Linked DNA regions of Mus musculus: regions 1, 2, 3, 5 and 6 are each linked to region 4. A link is a contact called in public Hi-C, HiChIP or PLAC-seq and promoter capture Hi-C data. All regions are on one chromosome and are shown on one strand. The core of a region is the stretch at or near the end of the contact, and the rest is flanking DNA. Distances in the headings are between cores, read along the strand shown. Region 1 has its middle 91 kb from the start of 2310003N18Rik. Region 2 has its middle 35 kb from the start of 2310003N18Rik. Region 3 has its middle 170 kb from the start of 2310003N18Rik. Region 4 holds the start of Ncam1 (neural cell adhesion molecule 1). Region 5 has its middle 3.9 kb from the start of Gm39336. Region 6 has its middle 110 kb from the start of 2310003N18Rik.

Evidence for each region. Promoter capture Hi-C pulls out the DNA fragments that hold promoters and counts their contacts. A called contact is a pair of places that touch in the nucleus more often than the background predicts. HiChIP or PLAC-seq counts read pairs in DNA pulled down with a chosen protein or histone mark.
Region 1: a contact with region 4 is called in a promoter capture Hi-C map of neural stem cells. The contact joins the enhancer-like site here to the promoter of Ncam1 in region 4. A contact is called at or near these places in 11 of 39 promoter capture datasets (the 3T3-L1 cell line, 3T3-L1-derived adipocytes, cranial neural crest and 7 more), 1 of 15 datasets of contacts at CTCF or cohesin (the NIH/3T3 cell line), 5 of 484 Hi-C or Micro-C datasets (the AML12 cell line, the HL-1 cell line, dorsal root ganglion neurons and 2 more), 17 of 115 datasets of contacts at active chromatin or transcription factors (the NIH/3T3 cell line, craniofacial prominence, embryonic basal ganglia and 12 more) and 1 of 9 other capture datasets (adipose tissue).
Region 2: a Hi-C map of uterus shows a contact between it and region 4, with 2.7 times the contacts expected there. The contact joins the enhancer-like site here to the promoter of Ncam1 in region 4. A contact is called at or near these places in 4 of 39 promoter capture datasets (cranial neural crest, embryonic stem cells and liver), 1 of 484 Hi-C or Micro-C datasets (uterus) and 9 of 115 datasets of contacts at active chromatin or transcription factors (craniofacial prominence, embryonic basal ganglia, embryonic forebrain and 6 more).
Region 3: an H3K4me3 HiChIP or PLAC-seq map of neural progenitor cells shows a contact between it and region 4, with 14 times the contacts expected there. The contact joins the enhancer-like site here to the promoter of Ncam1 in region 4. A contact is called at or near these places in 5 of 39 promoter capture datasets (the 3T3-L1 cell line, 3T3-L1-derived adipocytes, cranial neural crest and 1 more), 10 of 484 Hi-C or Micro-C datasets (cerebellar granule neurons, cerebral cortex, cortical neurons and 4 more), 15 of 115 datasets of contacts at active chromatin or transcription factors (astrocytes, craniofacial prominence, differentiating embryonic stem cells and 9 more) and 1 of 9 other capture datasets (liver).
Region 5: a contact with region 4 is called in an H3K4me3 HiChIP or PLAC-seq map of forebrain, with 7 times the contacts expected there. The contact joins the enhancer-like site here to the promoter of Ncam1 in region 4. A contact is called at or near these places in 5 of 39 promoter capture datasets (the 3T3-L1 cell line, cranial neural crest, embryonic stem cells and 1 more), 7 of 484 Hi-C or Micro-C datasets (cerebral cortex, cortical neurons, embryonic fibroblasts and 3 more) and 12 of 115 datasets of contacts at active chromatin or transcription factors (the NIH/3T3 cell line, astrocytes, differentiating embryonic stem cells and 8 more).
Region 6: a contact with region 4 is called in an H3K27ac HiChIP or PLAC-seq map of embryonic stem cells, with 11 times the contacts expected there. The contact joins the enhancer-like site here to the promoter of Ncam1 in region 4. A contact is called at or near these places in 5 of 39 promoter capture datasets (the 3T3-L1 cell line, cranial neural crest, frontonasal cranial neural crest and 2 more), 1 of 15 datasets of contacts at CTCF or cohesin (the NIH/3T3 cell line), 8 of 484 Hi-C or Micro-C datasets (the AML12 cell line, cerebral cortex, cortical neurons and 2 more) and 19 of 115 datasets of contacts at active chromatin or transcription factors (the NIH/3T3 cell line, VIP interneurons, embryonic forebrain and 9 more).

Annotation. Positions count from the first base shown.
Region 1 is chr9:50,140,086-50,144,258 of GRCm38.p6, reverse strand. No RefSeq gene overlaps it. Among named protein-coding and RNA genes, the nearest start is that of 2310003N18Rik, 91 kb to the left of the region's middle. Within about 2 kb of position 1,983, at least 23 of the 459 cell types and tissues checked have an H3K27ac peak or open chromatin away from gene starts, as enhancers often do. A contact at or near this core is called in neural stem cells, where this site is marked.
Region 2 is chr9:50,195,779-50,200,344 of GRCm38.p6, reverse strand. No RefSeq gene overlaps it. Among named protein-coding and RNA genes, the nearest start is that of 2310003N18Rik, 35 kb to the left of the region's middle. Within about 2 kb of position 1,829, at least 1 of the 459 cell types and tissues checked has an H3K27ac peak or open chromatin away from gene starts, as enhancers often do. A contact at or near this core is called in uterus, where this site is marked.
Region 3 is chr9:50,062,877-50,067,261 of GRCm38.p6, reverse strand. No RefSeq gene overlaps it. Among named protein-coding and RNA genes, the nearest start is that of 2310003N18Rik, 170 kb to the left of the region's middle. Within about 2 kb of position 2,596, at least 33 of the 459 cell types and tissues checked have an H3K27ac peak or open chromatin away from gene starts, as enhancers often do. A contact at or near this core is called in cerebral cortex, neural progenitor cells, oligodendrocyte precursor cells and 2 more, where this site is marked.
Region 4 is chr9:49,796,371-49,800,571 of GRCm38.p6, reverse strand. Ncam1 (neural cell adhesion molecule 1) reads left to right here and starts at 1,503. Exons shown (of 19, transcript NM_001113204.1): 1 at 1,503-1,894. The coding sequence starts at 1,843.
Region 5 is chr9:50,303,684-50,307,957 of GRCm38.p6, reverse strand. No RefSeq gene overlaps it. Among named protein-coding and RNA genes, the nearest start is that of Gm39336, 3.9 kb to the right of the region's middle. Within about 2 kb of position 1,662, at least 59 of the 459 cell types and tissues checked have an H3K27ac peak or open chromatin away from gene starts, as enhancers often do. A contact at or near this core is called in cerebral cortex, cortical neurons, embryonic forebrain and 4 more, where this site is marked.
Region 6 is chr9:50,122,185-50,126,575 of GRCm38.p6, reverse strand. No RefSeq gene overlaps it. Among named protein-coding and RNA genes, the nearest start is that of 2310003N18Rik, 110 kb to the left of the region's middle. Within about 2 kb of position 2,170, at least 15 of the 459 cell types and tissues checked have an H3K27ac peak or open chromatin away from gene starts, as enhancers often do. A contact at or near this core is called in embryonic stem cells, where this site is marked.

The sequences.
Region 1 (4,173 bases), core at 734-3,233, 340 kb before region 4:
GCCTACACAGTCTCTAACAACAAAAAAGAAAGAATGAAAGCAATAGAAATTTGAAAGCATGAGCTGAGAGTTTCATTTACTACGTGGGGATGGATTAAGTTGGAGTCCTGATCCATGAGCAGGGTCAGGGTGTTGGGCATGAAGACTGTAGCTTAAGGAACACTGAGAGGCTAACATGATGCTTCCCACCTAATCAGCATGGAAGAAGAGAGTCTGTTGATCTTGAAGGAACCTTGCTGTCTCCCAGACAGACTCATACAATGAGATGAGCTTATAGAAGAACTGCTGGAGGTAGATCCTCAGAGAAGGCTCAGCCATCTCTGCTTTCCATCCTCATTTAGAAAGAACTCAGCATGGTCCCTTATCTCCTCTTCAAAGCTGGATTCTAGACTTTTAAGCAAAATGAAGGGTTCATTTGTGTCCTATTACGACCCATTTGTTCATTCAGCCAAGCAGTCTTCAGGAAACTCTCAGGGACGTATGTCAGGCCAGTCAACAAACACCATGGCCAAGGAGGAAAGAGCAGCAATGGAAAGACAAAGGAAGGGGTCAAGCTATGCCAACAGATGCATGACCAATGCTCAGCCCAAGGATGGTACCAAAGTGAGAAAATGGAGCCAGGATCCTTTGCTCTCTGAGATTTAGCAGTGACATTGTGACTAATAAGCTAAAATAAATAGAACACAACATTGGAGTGAGGCTACTAGGGTAAAATACAGACTGGTCCCCAAGTCTCTAGATCATATAATCCTCTAAGCCCTCATACCAGCATCCAGACTAGTTGCTTTCCAGGTATGAATGACTTGGTCAGAGGCAGAAGGCAGACATGTCCTCAGTGCCCCCTCCTTTTGGAGCCACATTCCTCTAGGTTGCAAGTCCCCAACAATTTGCATTTCTAGAGTCAGGACTTTCCACAGGAGCTGAGAAATAGTGGCCATGGTAACAAAATTCTTCTACATCCATCAAAAGAGGAAACCTCTCTTTTCTGTTAAGGTCATGTTACCCTATTTATTAGGGCAAATGAATATCAATAATCACAGGCAACACCAAAGCCTGAGCTGGCTTCTGGCAGTGGGGGAGGGGTGGCTGTTCTTGTCTATTGAAAAGGTGAATGAATTACTGCATATGCATGTACCATACTCTCACAGCCCAAGGATTTGATTTGGTTTCCATGGCCAGGATCCAGATGCCCACTGGGAGGTCTTCCAAATCACCCGTCTTGATCTTTTCTTAACTGCTCTCAGGGGATCCAGAGAGTGAGTCTGGTATCTGGCACCAGTGGCATGGCACCATGCCCTGAGAACTCCAGAGCCTTGCTCATTTTGGCCTCAGGCCTACTTTCTCACTAAGCAAGGCCCTTCTACCAGATGGTATAGACTCAGAGTATGGTCAACTTTGCAAAGTCAGGTTGTGCCAACTCCCATCTCTGAGGGGATGGTCTGTGTAGTTCACATGCCAAAATGCCCAGGGCTTTGCCAACCAAAAGGTGGTGAGTGCTCTTGTCCCATAGGCACCACCTAAAACGGGCAGCAGATGGGAAAGTAGGGCAGGGGTGGAAAACAGCTGGATACCATTTGCTGCCTAAGAGTTCTTTGGGGATTTGAAAATCATTGTTTAATTTCCCCTCCTGCCCTCACATGTAAACAAATGTCCTATATCAGGGGCATGGAAATCAGAACTTTTAGTGGTTGGTATTCATCTTCCCTATCTCTGCAGCCTTCTTCCCAGCCTCCAAGATGCTCACATCACATGCTTGCACATTTACATGTGCACATGCATGCATGAGCACCCGTGTGTACCCATGTGCTCACTTACACCAACAGGCCAGTCTTTCTAATACAAACCACAGGCCGATTTTGTTCACTGTGTATCTAGGGCCTGGCCAGGAACCCAGGCTTCTTTCCCTCTGAAATCTCTTGGAGAAGTTAAAAGCGGCTATGTGGGACCGCAGTAGGAGAACTGAATTGGCGACACGGTGGTTCTAGATATTTATACACTCCCGTCATTTGCTCAGCTGAGCTGCTTGCAGCTGTGGCTTGTTAGGGATATCACCCAAAGGAATTGCAGAAAATACACATATTTTATATAATTTTCCCCTCTGTTTCTTTTCCCGGTTCTAAATAGGCACTTGAAGGGAGGGGGGATTTACCATAGGATCTTGGGCACAAGGTACAGTTACCCCCAGAGCACTAGGGGAGGACATTTGTGGGTCCTCCTGGGGTGGCGGGCGGAGCAGGGAAAAGAGCCTCTGTATTCTAGTCCCAAAGGTCACACAGACATGAGGAGGATGTCTCTCTCATTTGACACTCCTTCACAGATGAATTTAAGACCAACCTCCAACTTTACATTTTTAAGCTGCTGGCTGGGAGGTCACGTGCTCTGGGCAGTCCAGTCCTGATGGGCTGCAGGGTCTACAGATTGAGTCCTTCTGGGTCCAAGGAAGGTCTAGACCATGACCTTGACACAGATGTCAAGGGAGTGATTCCTTTTTTTCTTTTTCCCCAGACAAAGGCAAGTGGTTATCTATGGTTGGCTTCAGTAAACATCCTTGGGCTTCAGCTCCCAATAGTCTGTAGCTATAAATGATCAAGGCTGTGGCTCTGTTTGCCTTTGCTTCTGTGAACAATATCACAGGCACCTAAGGAGTTCAGTGTGTACATAGTATTCTTCAATCTTTCCTCAGTCCAGACAAGGACTTAATTGCCCCTTTCCCTAGAAAATGGAGAGGAGGAAGAGGAAAGCAGGCAAGAATTCCTGCTCTTTAAACGCTGTCCCCTCCCTTTCAAGAGCTACTCACTGCAACTCACCGAGGTGATGAAAACTCCCCAGGCTAACCCATCGAATTATGGAAGCTCAGCAGAAAAATTACAGCTGCCGTAGAGGTCACCTGACCCCGATGCATCAAGTCCTGGAGGGAGGCCAACCCTCCACTTAAAATGGCAATCTTGCACAAAGTGGCACAATGACATGTTAAAAAATATAGAGATGGATAGAGATGTAACATGAAAATATGTATTTCTCCTGTTCTTAGCCTTAGAAGCAGGCATGTTAAAGGTATTAAGCGGCATTCCACACTGGAGGGATCCTCTGGCTATGGGCTTTGGAGCCTAGACAGGAAGTGTGAATTATGAGGCAATGGGAAACTAATCCAGACAAAATGAAAAGAGAAAGGACGGAGCCTAGGTATCTGGTCCAGGAGGGCCCAGAAGAATGGGGGTTGTCTCGCCCACCTGCCCCGACCTCCCCGGCTCTCTGTGGGAGAGGGAAGCCTTTGTCTGCTGGAGGTGGCTGTTGTGGGACTCAGGGAGAGCAGAGTGAGTTGGCAATCCTTTCTCGTCTGCAGGACCAGACATCCAAGGAGGAAATCTCTGTGCACTGGGCTAGACTCTGAGGGCACCTGGAGAGAAGGGGAAAGCTTGGCAGGAGTGCACAGGAGGCACAAATGTGGCACTGAGATCACGTGTCCCTGTCTTCAGCAGGGACACACCTTTCCCAGGGAGACCCAAATGTCCCAAACAGGACTCTTTCTCTAGGGATGGGATAGACATAAACAGCTTTGACTTTGTTTCTGGTTATTAATTTCCTACAAGCTGCCCCCAGGGTAATTCCTAAATCTGTTTTCTCCACTTACCCTCAGTTCAGACAGGAGAGGAAAATCTTTCTGCTTCTTAAGGGCATGTGACTTTTCTACTCTTAAAATGCAGCTTTCCTTCCTCCCTCCCTCCCTCCCTCCTTCTTTCCCTCCCTCCCTCCCTCCCTCCCTCCCTCCCTCCCTCCCTCCCTCCTTCTTTCCCTCCCTCCCTCCCTCCTTCTTTCCCTCCCTCCCTCTTTCCCTCCCTCCCTCCCTCCCTCCCTCCCTCCCTCCCTCCTTCTTTCCCTCCCTCCCTCTTTCCCTCCCTCCCTCTTTCCCTCCCTTCCTCCCTCCCCCCCCTTTCCATTTCTGCCTGTGAGCTACTTGTTCTGGCCCTGTAAGATGTGGTGGAAAATTCCTGGTCCCAGCAGACTCTGTGGATAGACTTTCCAGAGTAGGAAGGTAAGTTGCAAGCACACTGCGTGTCTTCAGTTCCCCCGGGACTGAGTGGCATCCTCAGTGTAGTGTCCGTCTATACTGTCCTTTACTCTCCCCTCTTTGCACTTGTAAATTTTGTCTTTGGACTGCTAGTCTCTGCCTTT
Region 2 (4,566 bases), core at 580-3,079, 400 kb before region 4:
GTGCAAGAGAGTAAATCTGTTGTTTTATGTTGCCAAGTTTGTCGTAATTTTTTGGTAGCAACTATAGAAAAATAATACACGGTTCCATCCATCATCCTGTATTTTTAGTTCACCATTTTATATTCTCTTTGGTCCCCCAAAGTATCAATTTTTAGCCTTTCCTAGGCTCTCCCAGTCCCTGGTCAGTCCTTCCCAGTCAAAGCAATTGACTAACAGCTGCTCGACATGTGACTATGACGGGAAGAATCTTGTGGGAGACGCCTTGAAAGATGACAGGAAAGGGTCTTCGCAGAGCTTATGCATTGTTTGTGGAATGACCTAAACCTCAGTGGCTTCAAATATAAATATTTTATTACTTTACATAGTTGATTAGAGTTAGGAATCCACGAACTGCTTCACAAATGGCTCTAGTTCAGAGTCTGTCACGGGAGTGCCTTCAAAGTACCAGCTGGGATTTCTCTTAGCTGGCAGCTCGACAGAGTTGAAAGATATCTCAGTTTCTCTCTTCCTCTCAATTCCCTCCCACTGTGTGTGTGTGTGTGTGTGTGTGTGTGTGTGTGTGTGTGTGTATGTGTGTATTTGCACACATGAACATGTATGTTTATAGATGTGGGCAGAGGAAAATTTGTATGACATTCTTGGAAGTATGTATTCATCTCTTGAAATGGTATCTCACTGGCCAGGAGCTGACCAATCAGTATAGACTGCCTGTCCAGTAGGATCCCTCTCTGACTCCCCATTACTGATATTAGAAGTGTGTATTACCATTGCACAATTTATACATGGGCTCTGGGGTCAAACTCAGTCCCCCATGTCTGCAAGCCAAGGACTTTATTGAATGAACTACAATCCCAGCCCTCTGAAGGATCAACTTTAGAGCTAGAAAAACAAAACCAGAATTAAACTATAGAATTTAACAGTGGAAAATCCAGTTCTTAGGTTTACTTTATTCTCAAAGAAGTGATTCATGCCTCTGTTGGCTGATCTCGGGTCCTTGCTGTTTACTGGCCAGACATCTCCAGTCCTTATGATATGAGCCTTTTCAAGAGGCTGCTAGACTGTTCTCAGACATTGCATGTGGCTTCTACAGTAAAAGAATTCGGGGGCAGGGAGGATAGGAGACAGAAGAGGAAGAGGAGGGGGAGGAAGAGGAAAAGAAGGAGGAAGAGGAGGAGGAAAAGGAGGAAGAGGACAGGAGAAGGAGAAGGGGAGGAGGAGGAGGAGGAAGAGGAGAAAAAGAAGAAGAAAAAGAAGAAGAAGAAGAAGAAGAAGAAGAAGAAGAAGAAGAAGAAGAAGAAGAAGAAGAAGAAGAAGAAAACATGACCTAATCACTGTTCTCAAGGAATTGCTAGATACAGACCCCAGAGTGAAGAGAAAATCTCAGCTTTCTAAGAGACAAGAGTTCATGGGCATACTTTAAACCAACACCAGGAGTCTGTAGGACAGAGGAGAGAAGAACAATAGGAGGGTAATGGAGAGCTCTCTAAGGACAGGAAGAACAGAGTCAATCTGCCCTGGAACTAGAACCAGAACCCAGAGGTCAGCAGATACCTCTGGGCATGTGGTGTGATTAAGAAGGAGGTTGTTACCAAAACAGACACCAAAAAATAGTGGAAAGCAAGATGTGCACTATGTAGACACCTTTTGAACATGATGGACACAGAGAAGAGAAGGAAATGATAAGTCATTTGGGCTGTGGGCCATGAGGAGGAATGGCGAACAGCTTTAGAACTCACGAATGCAGCTCACTGGTTACACAGCCATATGGGTGAGCCTCATTGTGGCATGACCCTGAGAACTATGAGTCCTGAGGGCTTCCTGTTGTTATGGAGTTCTGCTCTGCTTCCAGCCCCCTCACTGGGCAGTATAGCTGGCACTCCACAACAGCTTGACCTCTTCCAGGCCTTGCTGGTGGAGCAGATTAATGATTCAATCACCACCCTAGAGAAGAACTTAGAGATGGAGATTGTCAACAATGACTACCACCATTAGAAAGCATTTGGAAAAATAACATTGTTAGTGAAGTTAGGCTAAGATGTTTTTGCTAGTGGCACTGATGTAGAAAATCTTAGGGAACTATTTGAAGTTCAGAAAGTTACACTCTTATTAGTTAAGCTAGGGACCTCTTATGGTCAGGGAACAAGAACAATGGCAACACTGGCTGACGTGACTCTCACTGAGGCTGGACTGGTGATAATCGATTTCTTATTCCCATTTCTACCTTCAGTTTCCTGATATGATTTAATAAGAGTTGCTGTTAAGTAGATATGCATTCTGAGGCTGTAAAGTAGATGTGGCTGATTTTTATATAAAAAGTTTAGATTTGTGATTCTTTTAAGAGTCTTATAAGATTACTTTTAAAGATAAATAATAAAATAATTACTCCTCTCGTCGTAACCACAAATTGCTGCCTGCCAGTAAGAGAAAATGGCTGAGAAAACCACCTTGCTTGCCTACACTTTGTTAATCTATAACAAGTTGCTTAATTACAAATGTATGTGGGTTCTTGGGAATAATTTGTTTTCTTTACCCGTACTATGGGTTTTTTTTTTTTTGTAAAGGTATTTGGGAACATACTGTGTTTTCATAGTCATTCACTAGAAGAAAACTAAAATTCACTAGAAGAAAATCACATTGTAATTTTATACTGATTGAAAGATTTTGCTAGGGTATACAAGCTATGGAAGAAAAAATAAAGTGTGGGGGTTGGAACATTGTTCCTTCTATCCATCAACTATGTGAATGTATGTACATATCTAAAGCTTGTCTGGGTGTGTGTTGGAGCTTGCTCCATCCACCAATTGTGTGTACATAGGTATGTATGTGTATGTGTGAAATACTTGGAGCCTGCTTACTGGAGCTCAGCTTTAACCATTCCATGTGTCAATATGTATGTCTGTCTGTAGGTCCATATGCATGTATGTATTTCTATGTATGAAGTTATTGGAGTCTGCCTTTTGTTTAATCTACTCAGTGTGTGTGTGTGTGTGTGTGTGTGTGTGTGTGTGTTAGTGTGAATGTTTTCTCTTTCCTTTTCTTTCTAGATGGCTCCAAGGAGTTAATAAGTTGAGAGTTCTTCACTGGCCACAGAGAGTGCCAGCCCCAGCAAATTAAGCTTTGTTCCCTCAGAGAAAAGTCTGCTAAGTAATTTCTCTAATGACTGGCTGCCATTGGTAGCAACCCCTGCCCATGGTGTCTGGATGACCCGTGTTTCTGGTGCTAAGCACTGACCCCCAACGCTGCCTGCCTAGGTTTACCCACATCATGGATGCCAAGGCTGGTCATTGTCAATTTAGCTAGAATTGGAGGAGACAAGAGAGTGGGAGCATGAGCTTGAGCAAGAAGGTATCACCCAGAAGCACGGGCCCATGGATTCCTCCCAGGACCCTCACAGTCTTTAGATGTGAGAGAGTAGCCTCTATTACAAACCTTACACCACAACGATTGTTCATGAAGAGGCAGGTGAATGCTGGCCTGGACCCCAAGGAGTAAGTCATAAGAAGAGAATGTGCATGTTTTATGAGAAGGATGGGGCTAGAAGATGAGATTTGGAAGTGGCACTCACTTCACAGAAAGACAGAGGGTGTGAGTGTGTGTGTGTATGTGTGTGTGTGTGTGTGTGTGTGTGTGTGTGTGTGTGTGTGTGGCGGGTGTGGGGTGTCGGATCCTAAGTGATGCTGGGGACTTAGTGATGGGAGTCAGATAGAGAGAGGACTGCTAATGGCAGCAGGGAAAGACGCTCCTCCATACAACCTGAGCAGAATAGTCAGCAAGAAAGTGCTGGACTTGCCACAAGTGCTGGGGACTATGAACTCCAAGGACAGGTAGTGTCCCTAAGGCAGAATTCTAGAGATATCAAGGTATTGGAGCTAAAGTGACTAAGGTTCAAGTTCCTGATAAAAGATAGATCTGACCATCGACCCTCACTCTCCTCTTCAGTGATCTGTAGAAGCCACTGCTCAGGCAGTTCACAAGCCAAGCAATACCAGACCGTTAGATATATAATTTGACCTCACTCTAATGAGAATTCCATGAGATGTTATGATCTTATACCAATAAAGCTTTGACTGTTCAGAATGTGAAGTTCCAAATAGCAGTGGCTAAAGCACATGAAGGTTTATTCTTCCAAAGGCAAGAAGCTCAGACAGAGCAAGGCAGCCCAGGGCTGGTGTGAAGTACCTTCAGACTCATCAGGGCCACCATGACCCTAGCATTCATTCAGACTTTTTTCAGCTTTTATTATTCTCCTACTTCTCTTCTAGTCCAAAGTGGCCTCACAGATCTAGCCAGGACACTGAAGTTCTGAACTGTGAGGAGGAGCTAGAAAACAACTAATGTTCTGATCAAAGTAGCCTTTTAAGTATTCTTACTTGGTCATGTACACTGTATCGTACTGCTGGCCCCCACCCCTCTGTCTCTGTTTCTGTCTCTTTCTAGGTCTCCATCTCACTCTCTGTCTCGGTCTCTGTCCTCTTTCCTCTTTCTCCTCCTGGTCCTGGTAGCTCAATCTCTACCTCTCTCTATTCCCCTGAGTAATTGGCTGTCATCAGTTTTACTTAACCAAAA
Region 3 (4,385 bases), core at 1,347-3,846, 270 kb before region 4:
TTCACTTCTTCATTCCCCTAGCTTGAGATAGCAAGTCTCATTAAATTTATAATAAAGTGACTGTATTTGATGATCCTCCCTTAGGTTCTAGGAATGATTCTTATTTGGCATCAATACTCTCATATGGATGGACACATACCTACTTTGGAGAAATCAATACACATTTTTATGCTGAGGCCAAATTCTGAACTTTTCTTTTAACCTCCGATATGGATTTTGGCCATGCCAAGTGATAAAACTAAGATATAATCGCTCGTGTTTGCTTTTCTTTCAACCCGAAGTTGTTTGATGGACAGCATCTGAATAAGGTAATCTTTCTCAGACTATTTTCCTACCAATTTTAGATACTGAGACTGAACTCCCTGTGGGTTATGCTGGCTGCTTGCACATTTCCTCCAGCTCAGGGGACATCTGCCAATTTTAGTGAACTAGGTACAGAAGTAGGGAGGAGAACACCTTCTTACATGTGCTCATCTAGTTAGTTTCCATGACAGTGAGTTCATCTATCCATTCTGCTTAATCATTTATGTATACATCTGTTGATTTTTGAGGGGAGGCATGGAGACGGTGCTGAGTATTAGAGCCACAAATCTTTTTCTTTCTTTCTTTCTTTCTTTCTTTCTTTCTTTCTTTCTTTCTTTCTTTCTTTCTTTCTTCCTTCCTTCCTTCCTTCCTTCCTTCCTTCCTTCCTTCCTTCCTTCCTCTCTCTCTCTCTCTCTCTCTCTCTCTCTCTCTCTCACACACACACACACACACACACACCAAGCCTTTAGCCCAGTGAAGGAGGCAGACCAAGAACATTGGAGTTTGTGCTTAGGAGGAAGTGCTCGATTCTAGGAATTTGATATGGCCACCGAACTAATCTTTCCTACAGAAGAAGTATGCAGAGTTAAGACATGAGAGCAGGAGTTGCTAGACAGATGTGCCAGAGTGTGGAGCAGCAGTGTCAGTAAAGGAAGAAAGGGTGACAGTTGACAGTTCTTGGTAGAACAACATCAGATATCCAGACTGGACACTAAAGAAGACCTTGAAAGAATACAGAGAGTTTAGGATTGCTGAAAGCTTCAGCAAGGAGAGACAGGGATGGTTCATTCTGGGAGCCAAGCATGAGAATCTCATACTTGTCCCACTGTGGGGATGCTAGGAGCCCTCCTTGTTAGCCAATTACTAGCATCTATGAAATGAGATAACTGATGTTTGTTGTTAAGTCCTTTCTCATACATACACTTAGGTCTGTCTTTCTGTTGGACTTTGCCCTGTAACCTAGTTAAAAGGAAAACTGAAAACAAGGAGGGTTAAAGGAGCTGCCAGGGAAGCTAGAAGCTAGACAGAGTGAGGAACGATCTGGAGACACGTTCTGAAAGGAAGAAAGGATCTTCTCTCTCCTCTTGATGCAAAGAAGAAAATTTGAATGTTTAGATGGCGAGCCAATGTGCCCAGTATCAAGGTCTACTTTTTAATCTAAGAACGAACTATTTGGAGTTAGACATTCTTGGGTTCAAGTACAGCTTCTCTCTGGTTGGCTGAGTCTTATGGATGACTTTATTTCTTTGAGCCTTCAGTTCACTGTGAAAGGCGAATACTAATCAGTTAACCCATCTGCATACCTGATGCACAGCATGTGTTCATTAAGTGACAAGCATCATGACTTTCTGTGTACGTGTTGTGGACAACATCAAATTCTTGTCCAGTGCCAGCATGATTAAGTGATTTTTATGCACACAAAGAAGTGTGCAGGTTAGCTGTCCCCAACCTTGTTATTTCCATTACAGAGACAGCTATATATGAAGAAATGCTGAAGCCTTATGTAAAAAAAAAGAGGTGGCAATCAGACTTTGGCACATAGACAGGGTGACAAATAGGCTCATCTCATATGCCAACTGGCCAGTTGGTAAGGGAGTCTTGAAATATATATCGTATACAATTCCAAGCTACATCTGGCTCAATAACATACTTTATGATAGACTAGGAATGCCCACTTTGGATTGCAAAGGAGCTCATCAACATGCATGCTGTCTACTTGCCTTCTTTGAACTGAAGCGATATTCTACAGATGCTAGGGCAATCTGGAACAAAACACCAGGCCTGACCTTGCCTACTTGTGCTGATCCCCACTTGCTCCATGTTTTCCTCCCAGCACATCGACGAGACATGGCCCAAGCCCAAACTCAACTGCCTTTTCCTCAGGAAACGTTGGCTGGCATAAATCAAGACCCGTAAACTCACCATGTGGATGACACAGGCTGTGTGCCCAGCCCAGGCTCTGTGAGAGACAGAAGAGGAGGCAGTTGCTTAGTGACATGGTACAAAGGGTGCCTTTGATTCATCGCTCAGCTCCAGCCTTAAGTCCATGGCCAACAGCGAGTAATGGCTGCAAATGGGCAATAGAATGCCTTTAAAAATGTCACTTTGCTGTAAAATGTAAATGTTTAACATTTAGACACCAACACTAACTCCTAGAATGCCTAGCACTGGGTGGCTTTTTTCCCTCATTCTTTTAGGAAATCTTTGTCCTTCCATGGTGAGAGTTTTCACTGTGTGATTTACACCCTTGTGCTTGTTAAATCGCTGGCATGTCTTTCCCCAGATAGGACAGCAGAGGATGAGAGATTTGCAGGGACTTTATGCCTCGCCTGTTGCTGCTGAGTATTGGACATGCAGTATAATCCGACTCCTGCCACTTCTCTGAGGGGCTCTGAACCCTGAACATTGGAACTCCCATTTTATTTCCAATTATCTTAGACCTCAAAATATAAGATGTGTCATTGAAGGTCAAGAAATACCAAAAAGAGTAATAAAGAATATTCACCAGGAGTTCTCTTTTAGACCTGCTCACTGGCTAACTTTGTCTTCCAAGTCTGATATTCAGAGGCTTCAGGTAAGTCAAGGATATATAGCTGGCTCTTTTTTTGAGATGAATTCTTTTTTCTCTAAGATAATTCTAATTGCAGGTTATTCCCCTAGCAACTTTGGCCTGTGGAAAAAGATGGACCTAAGAGTAAACGTAGACCTGCCTTAAGAGATAAGGAAAGACCAAGGATAACCACTGGGCAATGGGCTACGGGAATCACTGGGTATCAATCAAGCTATGTGAGTCCTGGTGGTGGTTTCCTTCTCATCCCACCTAACTTCTATTTCCTATGGAACATATTATGTGTTGGATTTTTCTTCTCATTCTCCACAGGTACCTCTCTCAGCCTTGATCATGGTAGGCACTTAATACCTATTTGTTTAATTAATTAAATAAGAAACGAGTCACAGGCAAACCTAGAGTTTATGTAAGAGATTAGGTTTAATGTTCCAGTGAATGAATTGTACAGCCTCCAAGAAGCCTGTTAACCACTCCGTTCATGATTTAATATTATTCTTATCACAGTGCTTGAAAATAACCAGAGTAGACGTGATTGTTCTTAATTTACCAATAAGAAGCCCAGGCCCAGATAGGTTACAGAGTCTTTTTGAGATCATATTGAATTGGTGACAAAGCCAGATGAAAATTCGCTGTTTTAGATTTCAGTTCCAAAATAAATTTGACAGTCTACTATGTTGAAAGCTCACACCCTGTGTCCTCATAGCATCTGGAACATCTAAAATGGGGCTAGGATGTGGTAAGAAAGGAAGCTGAGGGAATTTGCAAGACTCTGAGAGTGGGTACTTCCTTCCATGGTATACCTAGGTTTTGCTCATCTTATCTTTATCTCAGCCCCGGGGATCTTTCATGTGGATATTTGAATAGAAAGTGCCAAGGACTGACAAGAGTTCATTTTCTTGCCACTTAAATGACAAAGTGGATGTTTCTCACTCAGAGAAGCCTAAAGAGTAAACAAATGTGCATACAACCAAACGCTGATCCAGGCTGACGCCAGGGTACTCTCTTTGCACTGTTCCTAACAGGGTAGTTCATACCACTTGCCAGTAGCTCTTGATGAAACCTAAACCTTTCAGAATTCACCATGCATATTTGATGATAATATGTAAAAAGCCCAACTCACACTGTCTTAGACACAAATGAAAATGTACCAGGAAGAGACTAGAGGACTAGAATGCTTTATATTATTCAAGGGATAAAAGATTCTTAAGGATCACTGGAACTGGGACTTAAATAACCCTACCAGCTTGTTCGGGTTTTATCACGAGTAGCCTCTTCTCTCTCCCTTGCTTCTGTCATAATCTTATTTCCTCAGCAACTGGGAAAATGAGTCACTGATAGTTCTCAAGCCTCCTGGCCTAAATCTTGCCCTTGGTGAAGGAATGACCTTCTTCTCTTACTTTGTGTTAAAAAAAAATGAAGAAAGACTCTTACAGGCCTAATTTACCCTGGGATCGATGAGTAGGTCCATAGCTAGGGTCATAGATAACTAATAAAGCCACTGGACCATCTCTTT
Region 4 (4,201 bases), core at 254-2,753:
AATCAGGTTGTTGGCTCAGGGACAAAGACCTCATGTAAACCCCTTACGGAGAGGAAAGGGTCATTTGTACTTATGGTTCAGAACTCTCAGGTTGTGGCAGCTTTATCTTGTATTCACATGCACATGTGCGCTCTCTCTCTCTCTCTCTCTCTCTCTCAAACACACACACAAAATTTGTATGCATATATATACACAACTTAGAAAAATTGGGCTATCTTTAGAATCTGGGGCAAAGAGATATTCTTTTTACTTTTCTGTATTTTTGAATTGTTTATAATCACCATAAGGCAAAAATTTAAAAAGTGAACATGAAAGATTCCTGGGAGACAGACTGCTTCTCATGGATCCTTGGAACCCGCAGCATGTGATAGGACTGGGTACATTATACAGAGGAAAGGAGAGCTGGATGGTGACTGGTCAGCTAGCAGAAGGTGGGTTTTCTGACTGCTAAAGCATCAAGGAGTCTGCCCTTTAAAGAACATTGCAGGGCTTGGGATTGTGTGTGAACTGGCTCTTTGGTCTGTCAGAGGGCTTCACTGAGCAGAGCCACTTCTGGAGCACCCTCACTTGTATTTCCTGCACAACTCAAGCCCCACTCAGGTGCTAAAGAGTGTTGATTTCACTATGTTCCCATCCCCTCTTTTAACAAACAAGGCTGCTTGATTAATGGAAGTCTTTGTGTTGATATCTCAGTCATATTGTATTTTCATAGCCTTAAGAGTGGAGGTCTCCCGCTGAAGGAGGATGCTTGCTGTCGCTCCTGTGCCTTAATACACACAGAAGAGCCAGGGCAAAGGAGGGAGAGAGAGGGAGGATCCCAATACCAGTTTCTGGTTATTCCTGAATATTACTTATAAATGGCTCTGCATTTTCTTTTGACTGGCTTCCCCACCCCCTACTTCTGAGATCTGAGTTGTGCTGCTGTGAGTTGCTCCCTCTGTGGGAAGATGAACTTCATAGCCAGGAGAAAACAAACAACAAAACAAACCTCCACAGCCCTCAGCTCTCTCCAAATTTCCAATTTCCTTCTCTTAGGAGGAAGAGGAAAAGAAGGAGAAGGAGGAGGAGGAGGAGGAGGAGGAGGAGGAGGAGGAGGAGGAGGAGAAGGAAAAGAAGGAAAAGAAGGAAAAGAAGGAGAAGAAGGAGAAGAAGGAGAAGAAGGAGAAGAAGGAGAAGAAGAAGAAGCAGAAGCAGCCATATGCTTTTTATTGCAAGGACTTTAGTAACTAAACTGGAGGGGGGGGTGTCCACAACTTTGAAAATCGAACCGAATCTAAAATTCTTTTTCCCCCTAATTATTAAAAACGTTCAAATTCCTGATTAAGGAACGCCGGAGGGCAGAATGATCTCCAAAGACGTGAATGAAGGAAAAGGGTGAAAAGAAATCCCAGCTCTGCCTGGAAGGTTCCCTGTGAAAGAGCCCGGCTCCCTTGGTAACTCCAGGCCGCGTTTTACAGGCAGCCGCATCTGCCTCCCCTGTCTCTTACCTCCTGGATGTTAGGAACTATTTGTGGTCGGCGTGGTGGAAGGACACAGTGAGGCTCTCACCTCCGCCCCCCGCCCGTCGCTCGCATCCCCAGTTCCATCAAAGCCAACCCGGGCCAGCGCAGGGATCTCCGAGTTGCGAGTGTGCTGAGGCTGGGACTGTCACTCATTCTCCGCTCAGCGCGTGAACGCAGCTCGGCAGTGGCTGGCAAGAAACAATTCTGCAAAAATAATCATACCCAGCCTGGCAATTGTCTGCTCCTCGGTCCATTGCTCCGCCGCCGTCCACAGTCGCTTGCAAGGGGAAGGCACTGAATTTACCGCGGCCAGAACATCCCTCCCAGCCGGCAGTTTACAATGCTGCGAACTAAGGATCTCATCTGGACTTTGTTTTTCCTGGGAACTGCAGGTACATTTTAATTTAATTTAATTAAAAAAAATCTACATCGGGTCTGTTAATTGTCCGCTTGCCCCTGTCTTCTCTCCCTATCCCCGAGAAGCCCGGTTCTTTTGGCTGGTTTTGTGTGTAAAGCAAAGACAGCATTTTCACTGAGCTGAGAAGGGAGCGCATCGTATCGTCCTTGCTTGGCCAGCCAAACCCGTGCCCTCCGGGACGGCGCTGGACGCGGCTGCCTCCCCGCTCAGTGGCGGCCGCGCACGCCCTTCCCACTTGTGTGCCCGCGGAGGTGGGACAGGGGTATGGGGACCGGGATGCTGCCGTGATGGGCAGCGCTGCTTTCCCCTTCCCCGAAGGCGGGTGGCGGATGCGTGGCTCGGGTGGTGTCGCCCCCCAGGCTCATCTTTCACCTAGAGGTGTTTGTCAAGCTTCGAGAAGAGTGAACAATAAGGCTGGGGCAGTTTTACCCCCACCGTTATGTCCCGGGCTGGGGTAAAGTGAGGCTTGCAGCCTTCGCTTACTCCCCCGTCTTCCCCGCCCCGAATAACGGTTTGCAAAATGGGGCAACCACCGGCAGCACCGCAGGGCCCTGTGGTCGTTCCTGCACCCCCGTGCAAATGACGTTAGTTTTTCATTTGCCAAATTGCTGGGTAGTTGCAAAACCTGCCCTCGGCCGGGAGCACGGAGGGATGGGAGGGTCCAGCGCCGCGTTTTGACAGGAGGAAGTGCAGAGGGGCGGAGGGTGAGGAGGGCGTGATCGGGGCTGCCTGGTTGTGTGTGTGTGCGCGCGCGTGTGCGCGCGTGTGCCTTTACACGCACCGAGAGCCTAGGGTTGCACGGTGCCAGCGAAGAATGGCAGGTAGCCAGCTGCCCAAGACACCTCTTCCTTTCTCTGGGCGATATTCCTGATCCTGGCAAAGTGTGAACAATGGGGAGCTCGGGAGAAAGACCGTAGCGACGCTGTCGCGGGTGGCGAGGGCTGTGCCACCGCCCAGAGATCCTTAGCATTCGGGAAGGGGGCGCATTGCATTTTGGCTATTTCCATCTCGGCTTTCCCTGGAAAATTCCTCAGTGTGCCCACCCTCCCTTCCAGCTGCTGCCCCTACCCCACCCAAGGATTTGTGCTTTGGCGTCCCAATGGACTGGGAGAGGGGGAAGCAAAGGGCACTGGGGCCGCCGAGAGCTGGGTGGGATGGGCCGACAGCTGGGGCGGGGGGGGGGCGTGTGCTGCCAAGCACCAGCTGAAAGCAGGCTAGGCGGAGGAGACCGCGCATGGCTGTGGCTTCTGCCTGGTGTGGCTGTACTGGTCCAGATCTCTAAGCCTTGGGTGTGGAGCCCACAGAGCGGCCCCGGGAGCACCCAGTGCGCCCCCCTCCGAGGGCAGCAAGAGAGCAGAGCTGGGCCACCGCCTCCAGCCAACTCTGATCGGCGACCAATCAGAGCGAGGCTGGCTGGGCGGGAAGCCGCGAGAGGCTTTTATTGCGGCGCGGGTGGCGCCCAAGCTGCCAGGATGGTCCCCGGGTGTTCTAGCTTAACGGTCTCGCTCGCCTCCCGTTGGGAGAGACCCCGCCCTGTTACTGCCCCTAGCTGCACGGCCGTTTTCGAGGACGTAAAATGGAGAAGGATAGGCCCTGGGACATCTCTTGGTCCAGCTAGCTTATTCTCGCCCACTCGTGCTTCTTTCTTGGCGCTTTGGAGCATTCAGGCTCCCTGTCCATGGCGCACAGTTGCGACGGAGCGCTTCGCTTGCGAGTGCAGAAGACAGCAGCTCCCAAGCTGTGTCCCGGAGAGCAGACGCGCCTGCGCTGACCCTCTGGCCAAGGACTAGACGCTGGGGTGGAGGGGCGTGGCGGGGTGTGGTAGGGCGTGTCTTGACAGGGCGTGCCAAATGGGTCCTCGCCACCACCAAGCCCTGGACTGGCAGAGGCGTGCCCTTCCCTGTGGTGCTGTGGGTGACCTCCTCTTAGGGTGTGTTTACTGAGACCATCCTTCTGGATAGCAGCATGACAATGGAGACCTAATCTTCCATGATGCGTCTTTTTAGGATCTCCTTGTGGTCTTCTCCATAATGGAGATGGGTGTAACCCTCAGTGTTCCTATCCTGGTGGGAGCTGAGGGAGGGAATCCTACAGTGGCGTGATACTGGATGCTCAGGCAAGACTGGCATCCTAACCAGTGTTCCCTGGAACGAAAGAATCCTTATTCTGCCCCTAAACCCAGGCGGCGAGGACGAAGAGAAAGAAGCACATACCAGCCTGTTTAACAAAAGAAAGTGGTTTTACAAAGAGAATTTTCAATTAAAGTATTGTTTTAACCAGC
Region 5 (4,274 bases), core at 413-2,912, 510 kb before region 4:
CAGCTAGAGTCAAGAGCTCCGGGGTACTGGTTAGTTCATAATGTTGTTCCACCTATAGGGTTGCAGATCCCTTTAGCTCCTTGGGTACTTTCTCTAGCTCCTCCATTGGGAGCCCTATGATCCATCCATTAGCTGACTGTGAGCATCCACTTCTGTGTTTGCTAGGCCCCGGCATAGTCTCACAAGAGACAGCTACATCTGGGTCCTTTCAATAAAATCTTGCTAGTGTATGCAATGGTGTCAGCGTTTGGATGCTGATTATGGGGTGGATCCCTGGATATGGCAGTCTCTACATGGTCCATCCTTTCATCTCAGCTCCAAACTTTGTCTCTGTAACTCCTTCCATGGGTGTTTTGTTCCCAAATCTAAGGAGGGGCATAGTGTCCACACTTCAACTACCAGTCCAGGGATGGCACCACCCATAATGGGCCCTTCCACCCTTGATCACTAATTGAGAAAATACCTTACAGCTGGGTCCCATGGAGGCATTCCCTGAAGGGAGCCTCCTTTCTCTGTGATAACTCCAGCTTGTGTGAAGTGGATAGCCAAAATTAGCTAGGTCAGGGAGTTTTCAGGCAAGGGTAGACCTATGCATGGCTTTGAAGATCATGCAGACATGAGACTGGTGGGAAGGTAGAGGAAGTAAGTGTTGGTCAAGGCAGGGTGAAGAAGACACAGATGTGTGTAAGTCTGGTAGGGTGCATGCATGTGTTCAGGGCTGGAACTCAGTCCTACATAGCTCTGATTTCTGGAAGGAACAATACTAGCTTTTTTTTTTTTTTTTTTTTTTTTTTTTTTTTTTTTGTAGTGAGGGGAACCTTTACTGAATCTTTATTGTAGGGCAGACATTATGCTGCATTTCTACATGAATTGCTTTAATCCTCAAAACTGCCCCTAAGTAGGCAACTCAGTCTGAAGTCAGATTTGGGGTACGTTGACTGGCCAACCGAGGACTTAGGCCCTTTCCTTTGATACGCTGGCAATGAAATAGACATGCTCTAGCTTTTGATAATTTTTATGTTGTTACTTCTATAGGGCCAGGCACTCATAATTTTATTGGCTGCTAAGAACATTATCTTGAACAGATTATGCATTATATGTGGTATACCTATGTCATGCTGCCATGGAATAACTTAATTCTCACAAAAACTATGAAAGGTGTGATAAGACATTGAGGCACAGAGAAGTGACATGATGTGTACCAAGTGATGGAGAAAGAGAGGGACGGAGGGGCTGTGTGTTGGGCCTCAGCAGTACTAGCATTTGATTACCATGTCACTGAGATGCTCAAAATCCATTTAGGAGACCACAGTGATAATTAAGTGATGGTGATGCTTTTATGACAGGGTCAATTGGAAGTCAACTGTTTTAGGGAGGATGATAGATGTGCTTCGCCAGGTCTTCTACAGCCTCCTCCAGAGAAAAGGCATCTTCTTTGGGCCCGGGGTATCAGGGGAATGCAGCCCTTCACGTCGCTGGGTGGCCTGTGTGTGTATGCTTTCTCTTCTCCCCCCACGGTGTATTTACACTCAAGACTGCCATAAACATCCATTTGCTTTAACACATGTGAAAATACCTTAGCAACTTCCCGCAGCTCTGGCCTGTTGCTAAGCAGTGACCCTTCTGCTACCATGGCAACATCACCAGACTCTGGAGGGCTGCTGGTACCAACCTCCTGACTAGACTCGGGCCTCAGGAGCACATTTGCTCACAGGGGCAGCCATTCTGTCTTGTTGTTTGGCTTTATCAGAAAAGCCTGTGTTCTCCTGCGGGAAGCTTCCTAGAGAAAACAGCCATTCAGTGCTTGGCAGATGAGGTCTGCGGTGGCTCCGCCTCCACTGCTGTGCCCACTTCACTCTGTGGAGTGGGTGGAGTTCAGGGTGGATGCACCAGAAGCCGCAGTGAGCTTTTTCCTCTGGATCAATGGAATGAATTAAGGACAGTGATGCCTCTTGAAATCACGGCAGCAGGAAGCTACTACCACCCTGAGGGAGAGTTTTACAGAAATGATTTTCCAATTATAAACCTGGAATCATGGAGCAGGGGTCACTTAGACAGGGAAGCACACTGTGCAACAGTGGTTTAGTCAACAACCGGCCACTTTTATGATGACTATACCATTTAGCCTAGCTGTGTCCTGAGCTATACCATCCGCATTTGCATGAGTGCATCCTATGATGTTTGCTCACCAAAATGATGCACTTCTCAGACATATCTTTGTCTTTAGGTGACACATGATTGCATTGTAAGAGATGCCACTCCGGGGAGAGAGGAGTGTGTGATAGTATTACTTGCTGACACAAATGACAGCAACTAGAATCACCTAAAAGACAGATTACTTAGCAAGCCTACTTCCTTAATGCAGGTCACACTGTTTACTCGGGCTGGGGTCCAGAGTGAAGAGGAAAAAAGCAAGAAGAACATCAGCATCCGTATCTCAGCTTCCTGACTGCTGACAATGCCCAGTTGCCTCCTCTTCCTGCTGCCAAGATATTCTTATTATATACATTATATATTATACATATAATATATTACATATATATATATATATATATATATATATATATATATATATATATATATCTTATGTGCCATGATATTCTTATTCCCTGACCACCAGGAGGCAGGATAAATCCCCTTTCTCTTACATTACTTCTTTTGGGCGTTTAGTCACAACAACAACAACAAAAAAAGAAACTAACACAGCATTAAAGAAACAGCTGGAACTCATCCTGGTGTTTCCCAGTGACCAAATGGAATTTGAGCCACCCACAAGGAAACTCAGACATTGTAGCTTTCGAGGGCCTTGGCCTCTTCAGTGAAAGAGGCAAGCAAGGAGAACTAACTTAGAACTTAAATGATTATGATGGGTATATTAGCTGGTTTTGTATGTCAACCTGACATAAGCTAGAATCACCGGAGAGGAAGGAGCCTCAGTTGAGGAACCCCCTCCACGAGATCCAGCTGTAAGGCATTTTCTCAGTTAGTGAGCAATAGGGCAGGGCCCAGTCCACTGTGGATGGTGCCATCCCTGGGCTGGTGGGCCTCAGTTCTATAAGTAAGCAGGCTGTGGAAGCTATGGGGAGCAAGCAGCAGCCTCCCATGGCCTCTGCATCCGCTCTTGCCTCCAGATTCTTGCCCTGCTTGAATTCCTGTCCTGACTTTCTCCAATGATGGACTATGATCTAGAAGTGTATTAACCCTTTCCTCCTCAATGTGCTTTTTGGTCATGATGTTTTCATCGCAGCAACAGAAGCCCTAACTATGACAGTGGGGTAGGCAGTGAGTAGCATGGCTACTTGTCTGAACCAGGCAGGCTAGGGAGAACAAAATCTTCATCTAGATCTACCTGTGGGACAGGATAAAGGCCAGGGAGTAGAGCCAGCTACAGACATGTTTAACCAGGAGGCATGACATCAGGGATAATGGGCAGCCAATGTGAGTAAATCCAATGCCTTGTCTCAGTGGGCCCTCACACATCACCCTCTCTGACCCACAGGCAATGCCTGAGTCATTTTTTGAAAAGTTTCCTGTTTCCAGATTAAAAAGCCTGAGAATACTTTCATATTCTTCAAAACCTTTCTTCTGGAAGCTTCATCGTTCAGCCCTCAACCTGGTTGTCAGTCCCAGCCCAGAAGCTGTAGATTTACAAAGTTTGGACCACAGCAGCAGCAGCAGCAGCTACCAGTGGGGATACGTTGGAAAAGCATATTTACAGATCACCCCACCCCCATCCCTGGCTCCTTCCCAAGGGCCATTCTAGGCATGTCCAACAATCTGTCTTAACTACCCATAGCTGGAAAGGGAGACCACAGCTCAAAGCAGCAGTCCGTAAATGTAAGCACGCTGTTCTAGTTTCATTGTGTTGATGTGATAAAACACTTTAGCCAAGAGTAACTTAGGGGTGGGAAGGGTTTACTTCAGCTTATGCTTGAAGGTCAGTCTTCCACTGAGGGAAGCCATGGCAGGACCGGGAGCAGAAACCACGGAGAATGCCACTTGCTGGCTTGCTCTCAGGCTCATGGTCAGCCAGTATTCTTTTATGGCCCAGGGCCACATGCTTAGGGATGGCGCTGCCCCTTTCTGCTGGGCGTTGCTATTCCTATCTTCTCCAACTCCTAGCTTGTAGCCTGAGGCCCACTTTGCTGCATTTTCATGTCCTGGACCAGAGAAGCTTGGCCTTAAGTCACAGTTTTTAGATAAACTGGGCAACCCCAGCAATTGTTGGGATTCAGGGAGTGTTTATAAGTGGTTGGCCATCAAGGAAGTAGATC
Region 6 (4,391 bases), core at 921-3,420, 330 kb before region 4:
TTGGGAGCCAGGGGACAAGGATATATGAAAGAGAAAATGAATAAGTTCATAAAATAAGAGGTATACCTACTGTTAGCATTCCTTCTAGGCTCCACCCCACATTTACCTGGCAACAGCTATGTATGTCTGACTCACTATAAAAGGGGCTACTTGCCCTCTCCTCACCCTCTTACTCTCTGCCCCTCTCTTTTCCTTCTCCTCCCATTCTCCTACCCCCCCCCCTCTATCTTGCTCTCTGTCTCCCCACTCCTCTGCCTTTCTCTGTCTCTGTTCCCTCCTCAACTCCCCTTCTCATGCCCTAAATAAACTTTATCCATACTATATCTGGTACCTCAGCATGGGCCCACAGTAGCAATCCCCTCTACCTCACCATACTGTGCCTCTACCAAACATAAAAAAACACAACCCCTACCTCATAGGGAAAAATATAAAAATAAAATGTATTTAAGGTTCAAAATAAATAAACTAAAAATATGGACCCTCCTACATTTCTGTGTTGGTCTGAATTCTATAGTTTGTACACTCTTCAGCAATTTGGTGGCTTCTACACAAAGTGAAGATGGGCTTTGGTTAAATTAAAAGTAAAAAAAGAAAAGCCATGACAACATGTTGAGCACAGATCTCTTAACTGTCTTCTGTGAAGCCCATTGGTTCTCAGGGCTGCCCAGTGATTCTAACAGTTTCTCTTGGATACTTACAATTATGTCCCTCTTCCATTCTTCCATAAACTTGACTCTCTAAGACTCAGCTCTTTCTTCTCCCCAACTCTTATCATATAAACTCACCACCACTGCCTAGAGACCAATACCATCTATCTTAGATATACTTCTTGTTTTCAAGCAGGAGAAACTAACTTTGCCCTTGGTAAGGATGTGAGAGCCAAAAGAACTCACAGGAGACTGGAGGAGCAGGCTTAGAAAATGAGAAGAACCCAACAAGTTACTGGAGATCAGTATCAGTGTGCATCCACCCTGATGCTTCCATGACCACAGCCTCTGACTACCGTAGGACATTGGTGCTAGGGAGTTGAATGTCCATGAATGACCGTGATAGCAAGCTTCCAAAATCCTTCCTGGTGTTTGGCCTTGGTTCTTACACTCTTTGATGCTTCCTGCCTGTATTGAGTTGGAGATGCCTGTGACTAACAGCATATTGTGGAAGTGATAGTGTATGACTTTCCAGGGTCTAAAAGACACTGTGGGTTACCTTATTTCTGTTTATATATAATTTGATTTGAGGAAATGCAAGCCATTAGGCAATACTGCCACTCAAAATGTGTCCTGTGGAAAGTCCGTGTGTAGGGGAACTGGCATGTCCTGCCAATAGTGATAAAAATACAAGCTCTTGCTTCAAATCATGTGAGTACATCATGTGGGCATGGTCCTCATCTCCAGCCATGCCTTCTGGTAACTGCAGGTCTTACACCATGACTGCAGCCTTGTGAGAAGTCCTGAGCCAGAACCTCACAGCCAAGGGGCTTCCAAATGCCAAACCAAACCCAACATAACTATTTTTGTTGTTATTTTAAGCCACACTTTTGGGAATAATTTGTTATGCAGTAATAGAGTTTACCTTTGAAGTACATTCAGTGACGTGAGAAGCCTGCGAGGAGCCTGAGTTTGACTGACTGTCATGGGCTGGATGTTAGATTCTGGGGGTTTGCAATTGGAACACAGCGAGGTGAAGCAAGGATAGTCATATGCTAACTCTGTGGGTGACAGGGCAGAGACCCACACTAATACTATCCACAGAGGGGAGCATTGCCCTCTAAGGGGAAGGTTCTTGGAGTATGGATAGTCACAATGCAACAGCATGATTTCATTGAATCTGAATTCATACATCTCTATCCTCCCATTAGACTGCTGGACTCATCCCCTCCCTCCTCCCTCTGAACCCCCAGTAAAGCTGTATCCTTCCTTCCGTTTAAAGCTAACCTTGAGCTGTCCTTGGCCTGTTGGCATCTTCTCCACTAGGTTCATGCCTTCCACTCAACAGACACACCCATCACCTTTATATAGTGAGCCAGTGGGAGCGCAGTCTACCTAGCAGAGGGGTGTGGGGCAGTAAGAGAAGTATGACTGAGTGGCCACAAAGCTGAGAGTGATGTGCTGGAGGATGGGAGCTGGCTTCCTGTCAGGCTGACTGCAGATCTCTCACAGATGCCTTGCCCATCCCCACCATTGTAATGCTAAACAATCAGCAGAGTAGAAAAGGCCTTAGACGCAGGGATGGGTCTCAGAGTACGCAGCTGGTGGCTGTCTTGTTTGTGTCCTCAGACGCAGCAGCATTTCTTCTTCTTTCCCCACTTGTCTTTTTCTGCTTTCTCTTCAGACCCTTCTTCTGGAACCAGAGATTCAAGGGCAGATCATTTATTTGAGAAGTCCACGGGAGGGAAGGGGGAGGAAGAAAGGCTGAGTTATTAAGCCACCAGCACAGCAGTTGACCAGAGCTTAATCCCACGAGGGAACGCTTGGAAAAGGTACAAAGCCCCATGGCTCAAAATTATCCCACCTGTGGGGCAAAAGGGCTGAGATATTTATGTAGCAACGGGGTTGAGTGGTTGGTGGAAGGCTGCTTCTAGGGGGAGGGGTTATTTCCCAGCACTTCCAGTCTGCTGCACAGGTAAACATAATGACCTTCTGTGGACGTAAGGTGTCCAGGTAACACAGGCAGAAACCGCAGGGTTAATGAGTATTGCTTTTCACCTTTTCCCTCTCTTCCCCTACCATTGGCTTAGAAAACTCTATGCACAGGAGGCCTCCTTTAATTCTTTTCAAATCTTACACAGCCCCTACTGCAATGTTTTGCACATAGTAATGATCAATAAATATTTATGCTCTGCTTAATTAATGACACCACAAGATAGCTTTTTTTCCCTCTTGATGGTCTATGGGTATTACCTCCGTCTATCTCCAATTTCCTGGGACAGAATGGATTTCATGTCATTATATTTTTATCCACTAAGTATGTAAGAGAAGATAATCTGATGTTTGTATTTTGCAATACTTCTCATTCAGTTGCATTCATAAATAAATAAAAAGTCTCCATTAAACCACAGGCCCTATATTTGTATCTCTCTTTCAACTTTGTCTCTCTAAGAAGCTGGCTCCAAATTGAGGGAATTTGGAGGCTCCTGGTGTGTAGACTCTTATTAGCTTCCCTGCCTGACTCAGCACAGTCCTTTGCCAGCAATAATAGCTTGTCCCCTGTGCACTCAGGCTTTCGCAGTCCTCGAGCCAATGAGAATCAGGATTTGTGTTTTATTAGAACTTCCCATCTCTGAGTGGAGCTTGGAAGATCTGGTAGAAGCCTGTGGCCTTCACTGCACTCTGCAGGCTAGACCACCTAGGTTCAGCAAGGAATTATCAGAGCTCCAGGGGTAGAAAAGCAATCAGCTCTTGGATCTCCCCCCCCCCCCCCAGCACTGTTCATTGGGCCAGTTTCCCCCCAGAACCTCAATCTTGGAGCCTTGCCCCAACCCTAGGTCAATAATCAATTGGTTGCTGATTTCTGCTTTATAGCCCAACACCTGTCTTAACTCCAACAGAATCCATGCCACCAACCATCTTTCTGAACCTGATCTCTGCTTGGATAACAACAGCATGGTATTTATCTGTTCCATCAGATTAAGTTCCTCAGCCAGGATGAGGGAAATTTTTACCCCTCTTTTCAATTAGGAATGAGGTGATTCTGACCCATGCACTTAACCCTCAGGTAAGGTTACCTTTGCCAACCTTAGGTAATTCCACATTCAACAGCCCTGTCCCTTTGTAGTGACTTCTGTGGTCAATATTTCAATATTTCAATATTGTCAGTAGGCAACTTGCACTGATTTTCTAGATCTGGATTTGCACCTTGCAGCTTTTATCCCTAGAGCAGTGGGTGCTGATGTCATCTTAGTGTCCAGCAGAAGGCTCTGGGGAAAACATGTATGAGTGCCTTGTTTTCACTGTAAGGTATCCAGATTCCTCCAACCTCAGATGTTTCTCTTGTGGCCTTGATAGCTTCCTTGAGAGTATCATTAGTGAAGAATGTCATTTCCATTTGAGACTATTGGTTGCTATATTGGCAAATATGGGGGGAGGTGCTACTTTTGTATGTCCTGGGATTCAATATGAACCAGACAATGCTGCCCTGCTATTTTCGTTAGAACTTCCAGATAGTGCCCGTTTTTATAACTAACCCCTCAACACTTATTCCTTCCTCTCTCCTTTTATCTTAAGATGCTGTGGTGGTTACTCTTTATGGCATCATGATGGCATTTAAAATAAACATGGAAATGATCCTTAGGCATGTTTATAGGATGCTTCTAGATTAGATTAAGTGAGATAGAAATACCTACCCTAAATGTGGGCAGTACCCTTCTGTGGTCTGGGCTCTCCAGCTGACAG